Linked DNA regions of Callithrix jacchus: region 1 is linked to region 2. A link is a contact called in public Hi-C data. All regions are on one chromosome and are shown on one strand. Each heading gives the region's core, a stretch centred on a gene start, on an enhancer-like site or on the middle of the called end of the contact. The rest is flanking DNA. Distances are from core to core; before and after follow the strand shown.

Evidence for each region. A called contact is a pair of places that touch in the nucleus more often than the background predicts.
Region 1: a Hi-C map of skeletal muscle shows a contact between it and region 2, with 13 times the contacts expected there. The contact joins two enhancer-like sites. A contact is called at or near these places in 3 of 3 Hi-C or Micro-C datasets (induced pluripotent stem cells and skeletal muscle).

Annotation. Positions count from the first base shown.
Region 1 is chr2:142,251,892-142,256,097 of calJac240_pri, reverse strand. No RefSeq gene overlaps it. Among named protein-coding and RNA genes, the nearest start is that of CD180, 39 kb to the left of the region's middle. Within about 2 kb of position 1,992, at least 1 of the 16 cell types and tissues checked has an H3K27ac peak or open chromatin away from gene starts, as enhancers often do. A contact at or near this core is called in skeletal muscle, where this site is marked.
Region 2 is chr2:141,270,710-141,275,338 of calJac240_pri, reverse strand. All of the region lies in intron 1 of PIK3R1 (phosphoinositide-3-kinase regulatory subunit 1), which reads left to right. Among named protein-coding and RNA genes, the nearest start is that of PIK3R1, 40 kb to the left of the region's middle. Within about 2 kb of position 1,443, at least 3 of the 16 cell types and tissues checked have an H3K27ac peak or open chromatin away from gene starts, as enhancers often do. A contact at or near this core is called in skeletal muscle, where this site is marked.

The sequences.
Region 1 (4,206 bases), core at 743-3,242, 980 kb before region 2:
CAAACTTAGCATATGCATCAATTATTAGAAAACTACAACAGTATTAGCAGCATACAGGAATTTGTCATCAAGAGAAATTACTGATATTTTCATATCTCACAATGTTGCACATATTCCAAAATATCATCTATGCTCATCATCACATCAGAATTCTGCTAGTTATATCTACCTTTAGATAGTCATATTTAGTGCATTGATAAACCACTGCATTAGTATATCACAAAATTTGCTTTGTCATATTCTGATGGATAATTAAATTTCAATATAATTTTATGAATTCAAATTCATTATAATTTAGAAAATAGGAATATAAAAAGGATTCTCGGGCCTCACCAGATGACCAAAGTGGGACATGGCTCCAAAATAGATGAAGGCTTTAGCTAGAGCAGGGGGAGGGGCTTGAACATAGCTGATGGTCTATGGATTGCCTCTTTAGAACTGGGTCATCTTTCTAGCTATCCAAGAGCAACATCAATTATTGTGGACTGTCGGGCAAATGGGCAAATAGGGTGCCATTTCTAGGAGAGGTGGAAATCAATGAGGTACAGTGCTTTGGTCCTTTAAGTCTTTCTCTGGTCTCTGTTCTACCCTGCTTATTTTAGAGTCACGTGTTTGTCTTCTTCTTCCCTGTGATATGCCTCTGCCTCTTGTTATTTGCTGTACAAACTCATGAAAGGACCTGAGAATTCATTAGTGTGTTTTCCTGAATTTAAGTTGAGAAAGTCACTGTGGTTTATTGGATGCTTATTATTCCTGGTCTCAACAAAAAACCAACATGACTGATTTTCTTCATAACAGGGTGGCAAAAGCCTACATTTCTGGACGGAGTCCTGACATTAGTCTTCCTAAATTATCATATTGCCTCACAGAAATAAAAGGCTGGGGAAGTGGCCAGTGTTTTAAATTATTTCTAGGCCAGCGTTGTAAAGTGCTGTGAACACTAAGTAATACATAACAGACCTACACTCTCACAAAAGTCTCTGCTCTGATGAAGCCTTGTGATGGTTTTCATTTGTGGTGTTAAATTTAGCCATAAAGTTCTGTACATTTACAGAAAAACATTATTGTATGATGTATGAATTTAAATGTTTGACAGAGCAGAATTATTTTTATCTTGGGATCATAAAAATACACGAGCTTTAATTTACCTCTGAAATTCCTTTGAGGTGGTATAAACTACATTATGTTATCACAGTTATCTTTCTTAAAAGCAAGCTGAATAACTCCCTCCTCTTCTGCGGTCTTCCATATTCCTCTACTGTCGATAGATGGAGTTCAAGGTTCTTAGGATGGAATCCAGTGTTCATGGTCTGGGATCTGCCTACCTCTTCCACTTCAAGGTTAGCCATTTCCTCACATGTATTTCTATTTTAACCTTACTCACGGTATTTTGCATTTTCCTGAACACATTTTGATTTCTCCAACTTGCACAACTCTGCACAGGCTATTCAATATTCCTTCCTGATTTACTTCCTGTAAAACACCTATTGGTCCTTTGAAACAACTCTCAAGCTTTACCTTCATTCTAAGGTCTTCCTTTATGTTGACCTCCATTCATTGCTACCTATCCACTGTAAACAGGAGAAACTGTCTGTGTTCTCCTATTAACTGACAGTGTTGATCTGAATGCATTAAAATGGTTTGTTAGCGTAAGAACAGTGTCTGCATCTCTATTCCAGGTGCTCGGCATGTGGCAGAGGCACGTAGGATGTTGAAGGAATATTGAAGTTACATTTACGTAACTGATGGCATCTTGGGAGGACAGAGTAGTACAATTTAAGGATTTCATGCTGTATGGATCACTACTTGTACGGTTTCTTACAACCTCTTAGCCTACCTTTTGACTCCAGGCATTGCTATGATAACTGCGTGATTGTAACCTATCAGCCTCTTCTTTCAGCTGCACCAACAAACTCTTGCTTTCTGACCAGGGGCTTCTCTGAGGCTGTTGCTGACTTTGCAGAAAGTAGGTTAGCCATTCTGCCCTATGCACACTCTGAAAATGAGAGCGAATTAAAATCCCGTGGGGCAATGATGGGAGCTGAAGACAGTACTTCCCGTGGCATTCCTTAGAAAGACATACGAGGACTCATTCTACAAGGCAATCCAAGGCGTCCCAAGAGGAGGGCTCCTCCCTTGCCCATGCCAGTGACAGCTCAGTAAAAGACCTCTGGAATGACCTTTTCCTCCTCCTGTTTCAATCTGCCTTGTTCTTTCCTCCTGTTCTTTGGAATCATTTCCCGAACTAAGCTCTCTTGTCTCAGGTTTAGCTTTTGGTGAGAATCCAGGCTAAGACAGCTTGTTTAAAATCAGCTTCACTCAGTTAACTTTTTCTTAGATTTAGAGATGTTTGGAAACTATTTACAAGTCTCATAAAATAAACACTAAATAAAGATGGTATAGAAAACAAGTAAATAGGGTGGCATCCATTATATTGTATGTAAATGTGCTATAAAGTATGAAGTATTTTGTGAATTAGGCATTCTTCTTTCTTCAGTCAGAAGACAGACCCAGCCAATTGCTTAGTTTTGTGAAAACATTTCTCCATAATTCTACAGCTGTGTCTTAGATGGTAACTGAATAGTAATGTTTTGATTACGGCTTTGCAGATGGTGAGGCCCTAGACACAGCAGCTTTCTTCAATCAAGTGGTGAGGTCCTAGAAGACACATGTCCTTCCCATAGGTCACTGCAAGGATCTTGAGCATGAAACCCTATGCTCAGAGCAGTGGGCTGGAAGCCTTGCTCCAGTGTGTGTGTGTATGTTTGCATGTGTGTGAGTGTGTGTACATGTGTCTGTGCCTGCATGTGTGTATGTTTCTTTCTGTGTAAGCACCAAGTATGGATTCCAGTGTAATTATTCTATATATTATAATCTTCGGATTACAAATAAACAAATGGTATTTCTTTTGGTAATGAAGGGTATTGGACAGTAAAATTGATATCCGAAACCTGTACATTACAATCGCTTAAACCATAGAATTCTTGTATCTTTTGCAGCTAGAAGAGACATTCAAGGTCACTCAGAGCTACAGACCTAGATGGTTTCCAACAGAGAGCAGCACTGGAACCCAGGCCTCTGGAGGCCCCTTCCCATGGTCCTTCTGGCACATCACACAGCCTTCTCTTAATGATTCTTCTTTTAAACCAGAGGTCAGCAACCTTTTTCTATAAAGGGCAAGATAGTCAATTATTTTGGCTTTGCAGGCCAATGGTCTCTTCTGCAGCTGCTCAACTCTGCCTTTGTGGTGCGAAAGCAGTGGTAGAGGGTCCTTAAATGAAGAGTGTGGCTGTGTTGCAATAAAGGTTTCTTTACAAACATAGGTGTAGGTTTGACTTTGCTGACAGGCTGTGTAAAGACCCCAGTTTTATACTGTTAAAGTCATGACAATTTCTGTTTGATGGTCACCAAGCTAGAAGGTCAAAGCCACAACCTAGCCTGGGGGTGAGGTGAGCTTTCTATCACAGTCCCATGACTTGGCTTCCTTCCAGGACTGCATATGCTCAGCTCTCCAGCAGCCAGGAGAGTGGGCCTGCCTCCCACAGTGCTCCGGTTTCCAGAAGGAATCACAGATTCCCTTCCTATGCAGATAAAAGAACAATTGTACCACGGGAGAACTTACTGGAAAGCACTGCAAGGTCACCAGGAAGGAACAGGAATTCATTCCTTGGTCACAGCCTTCATAGTCTGGTTGGGAGTCAGTCAGATCTAAAAGGTCAGCGAGAATGCACGTCTGACTCTGGCAGGCCTCCAGCACCTTACAGTCATGCGATGGTATGTTGGGTTGTAGTTATTTTTAGAGCCCATTCAGTGCTTCCTTTGGCAGCCCCAGCCATGTCATCCTTCTCAGTCAGGTATATAATTCCCCTCACCATTTTCCCCTCACTTATTATCTGTCAATGCAAAGCTATTGTTCCTGTTAACTAAAATCACCAATAAATGAAGATACTTTTTCTCTCCCTTTTGTCTTCCATAAAACTTGACTTTTGGGTCCTTTCCCCTATACCCTCATCTCTGGGACTTGGTCCCAGGTCTCAATCCCTAGAAAGCAAACATCTTCCATAAAAGGTCAGCACGGGAACTTTAGGTGAAACCTTATACTGATGCCAATGGGCTAGATGATTGCTCTGGTGCTTGTGTGGATTCATGTGTGTACAAGCGTGTTGCGTGTGTGCATGTGTGTCTGTGTATCTGATTTTGATCTTT
Region 2 (4,629 bases), core at 194-2,693:
ACGTCCTCTTGAATGTGGCCAGATGGGAAAGGCTCTGGTATGCACATCAGGAGGCCTGGGACCTTGGCTTGGACTTCCTGTGGGACCTTGGGCAAGCTGGGGCTCACATGATCCCTCCGCACTCATCTGTACACAATGAACAGAGCAGCAGAGCTTCCGACTGCTAGTCTTTCTCTTTTCATACTGAATTCAGTGTGATATCACACCAAATTTGATTTGACAGCTAGACCCTCCAGTCCGTCAGCATCATCTGGGGTCTGGTGTAAGACCAGCCTGTAAAACTCACGCATGTAGGCAACAAGTTACCAGTAAGAAGATCAATCATTGGGATTCTGTCTTGCACAGTGGTCTGGGTTTTCTCTCTGTGGCTGGTAGGCTCAGCCTCAATCCCTGCTACTCAAAGTGTGGTTGTGGTCCAAGGACCAACAGCATGGGCATCATCTGGGAGCCTGTTGGAAATGCAGAGTCCCACACCACACCCCGACCTCCTGAATCAGGCTATTCACATGTACATTAAAGTTGGGGAAGCACTGCCTTAGGAACATTCTGACACGCAGAGGCTATTTCCTAAATACTTACAGAATTGTGTTTGACATTGACATTTTCTAGACAAGGTTCCATTCCTCCCTTTGGGTGCAGTGTACTCGTGTTAGATCAGGGTTACCATAACAAAACACTGGTGTTTATGTCTGTACCATCATAGACATTTCAAAATCTATTTCTCACAGTTCTGGAGGCTGGATGTCTGAGATCAGGGTGCCAATGTGGTTGGGTTCTGGTGAGGGCCCTCTCCCTAGCCTCCAGGGTGCTGCCTTGTCACTGTGACCTCACGTGGGAAGGGTGGGGAGAAAGCTCTCTGGTGCTGCTTCTTATAAGGGCATGAATTCCATCATGAGAGCACTTGCCCTCATGACTTCCTCTAAACTCAGTTGCCTCCCAAAGGCCCCATCTCCAGATACTGCCGCATGAGGGTCAGGGCATCAACATGAATCTGGGGGAAGGGACACAATTCTGTCCATGGCAACTGACTTCTGCATCTGACTTTAAAATACATCTTTTAAAAAAAGACTGGTAGATAAATATGTAAATAAAGCAAATATGATAAAATGTTAGGTGAAAGATAATATGGGCGTTCACTCAACAATTCTTTTAACTTTTTAGTATGTTTAAAAATGTCAGATAACTCCCTGTAGTTAATTGGAATGAAACCTGGTGGTGCTTTTTTCGCCAGATTTCTATCCAGGCTTTCTTAAGAGTGCTTGTTCAGTCTAGCTGGACAAACTTGCCTTTTTGGCAGTTCCTCTCTCTCTCTTGCCACTCACTTTCTCCTTAGTCAGCCAGTGTCCTGCTTCTGCACTGTCAGTGAGGTCCCAGCCTGGATCCAAAGCTTCTTTCTGGTCTCCAGTCTGCCAGCAGCATCTTTCTGTCCAGTTCCTCTCCTTCCCCCTGCCCTCTCCTAATCAGGGGATCCTTCAGTTGCTTGTGACATCACGGCTTGTCCAGTTACATTTTAAAACTCTGCTTTATTATTTTTAAGCATTTCTAACGTGACATTGTATTAGTTTGACTCTGAAATGTATCATCACATATAAGTAGGAGAGAAGGTGTCTCCACAAGTTTACCCTCAGTCAGAGATAGTGTGGTTCATCTGGAATGCCCCTGGCTTTCTCTGGTTATTAACAGGGACTCCTATTGCTTTTCTGTTTACAGTGTTAATTGTCTGCATTTCAAAGTAGTTCATAACAAGAGAGAGAATGTACTAACTTGTTATTTGGGAGGAAGTACAAAAACTGTTATTGTCAAGATCATTTAACTTGAACATAATCAGAAAGTATTAAGGTTATTCCCTTCTGGGATTGACCATCAGATATCTGTGTCACACAACACCCTTATTGCAGATACCTTTTAAAGTAGGGAGGTTTGCTGGAAGTGTTGGGAAACTTATCATAGGTTTCTTTCCTTGATTGGCACTTGGATACTCTGGTGCTGGGAGGACAAGCCCAAACTAAATACATAGATACTACTTAAGAGCTTTGTAACATTGGCCAAATAATTTCTCTAAGTCTCTGTTTCCTTGCCTTTATATTGGGGATAATAGAGACTATACACTTTTGAACTGCTATGAAAAATAAATGAAAATATTTTTGTAAAATACTTACTGTGGGAACGTGGCTCCTAGTTGATGTTCAATACTAGTGATTCATTCATTCAACAAACAATCTAGCACCCCACTGCATGGTATGACCTGTGATTTTTCTTCTTTTTTGGGGCTTCTGGGTCGTACTTCATATGAAATCTTTCTTAGCACAGCGAAAGACCAGCTTTCCTTATACATCATGGGCTTCAAAAATCCTGTGGACTCAAGTATAAATTATTTTTCTGGTGAGGAGAGGAGGAAGTCCACTTCTTCCCCATTTACATCCTGCCTAGCATTTTAATTTGCTGTGCACTGTAAATTGTAATCTTAGAATCAGACTCCAATTTAGGTGATAAGAATCACGATTAATTAGGCTAGCCCATCAAAGATTAAATGTAATCTTGCATTTCAGTTACCTCTTGACTCCAAAGCTTTAACTAAGGTCGTCAGAAACAAAGATGTTATGTCTGCTTATGTTTAATAAGAAGATCTTTGCCTGATGTTTGTTTTCTATACCAGTCTGTTGTCTAGAAATAAAATGAATGTGCAGAGGAGCTCAAATCCCTTTCATTTGTCTTCAGCTGTGCAGCAGGAGAGAGAAATGGGAGAAGATAAACTTAACGATATTAAAGACTAATTAGAGTATCTGAGGAGATTTGCAAACTTCGAGTTTAAATCTGTTGGCAACTATTTTAATTCCCTCCTGCTAGTTATCTCTGAAAATAATGTAGTTATGGCTGAAGATTTATTTCCACATCAACTCTTTGTACTCTCATTTTCAGTTGCCCGTACTTTTTTTCTCCCTCTTCCTCCAAAAAAGTTTTTATTTCCACCAAGCTTAATATAATTTAGTACACAATCGTTCCAGCTTCATTTTTCCTTCACATTCAGAAAACTGAAGTCTAATAACTCAAATATATTAGTATTGTAGTCCTTTTGGGGGAAAATGTGATAAATTAGAAATATTTTAGTTTTGACTTCTGAAGATTTTGAGTATTGTTTATATATAGAAAGGCAACATGCAAGTGTTTACCAAATATGCTTCCAGTTTGCTTCCTTATAAAAGTATTGAGAAGATTTGGTTAGTCTTATTTTATGTATGATAATTTCTGGTCTTTAAATCTGCTATTGCAATGAGTACTTCCATAATCTAAACAATAATAAAGATTACATGACTAATTCTAACAATAACAACTACCTATTAGTTTGTGCTTTCTACATACTGGGCATGATGCCTGTCATGTTTATATATATTCTTCATTTAATCCTTATTACCGTACATAATTATTCCCATTTTACAGATGAATGGGATTCAAATTAATTAACTTGCCCAAGATTACTGAATTCAGTAAGTGGCAAAGCAAGGATTAAAACCTAAGCCTCTTTGGCTTTAAAGCTCTGCTTCTAATCACTTTTTTACTACTGATTAAACAGATGTGTCCCAAAATTAAGGAACTCATCGCTGGATTTTTCTTTGCTTTTGCTTTTAGCTGCATTATCTTAGTAAAAGAACACAGGACATCATTTGTTGTAGTGTCGCCTATAAAGCTTAAGAAGTTCAAAGTTCAGGGTGTTAATCATTATAGGCATAAAGTATGAATATGCTTAAAAGGTTTATTTAAGAATTGGGATTTATTAGATTTGCCCACCAGAATATATATTTTTTCACTTGAAGTCCTGAGAGTGTTTCAGACAGAAATAGTTTTGACTCAGCAGCAGTTAGACAGACTAACCTCTTGAAAGAATATTGATCCATACTTTGCATATACATTTTCTTTTCTTTGTATTACAGTTTTAGAGGTATGTGGCAGCTTTTCACACATTTCCAAGCTGCTTCCATCAGTAATAAAATATTTGGCTTGGGCGACCTCTGGAGTCTCAGTGTTGTAGCTTAACTTTCCACTCGGCCCTGCCAGGCACTAACTTCAAAATATCTTTTTTATGGAGAATGCCTCTCGAAGGTGCAGCTGTGTGCTGGTTTCATTTTGCACTTCATAACAGTGTTGGCACCACTTAATGCAAAGAATGCCACTGTCTCCCACACACCACTGGTGCCCAATGACTGTCGAGGCCTGTCCATGTTAGTGGTTTGGGAAGGGCTGAAATTTGAAGAGAAGCCTCTTTTTCTGTTCCATGGGATTGGTTGTCACCAGGGCAAAGGGGGAAAACTAGAACTAGTGGAAACTGCAGCATCAGATGTGTCACCAGAAATTCTTCCTACAACCTGGAACACCTAGTTCATTGGTGTCCTGGTCAACATCGAAGACCGAGTCCTCCTTTCTTTTGAAGTAATGCATGTCTTGGATTCACTACTTTTAAACCTTCTTGCTGATCTTTATCCTTTTCTTTCTAAGCAATACGGATTTCTTTCAATGAAAAATGATTCAGCTAGTGAAAAACCAGGATTGGATTGTAGTAAAGGAATCAACAAATTTGCCCGGATTCTTTAGAGTGGACTTGGTTTTCCACACTTATACACTGTGCTACAGCAA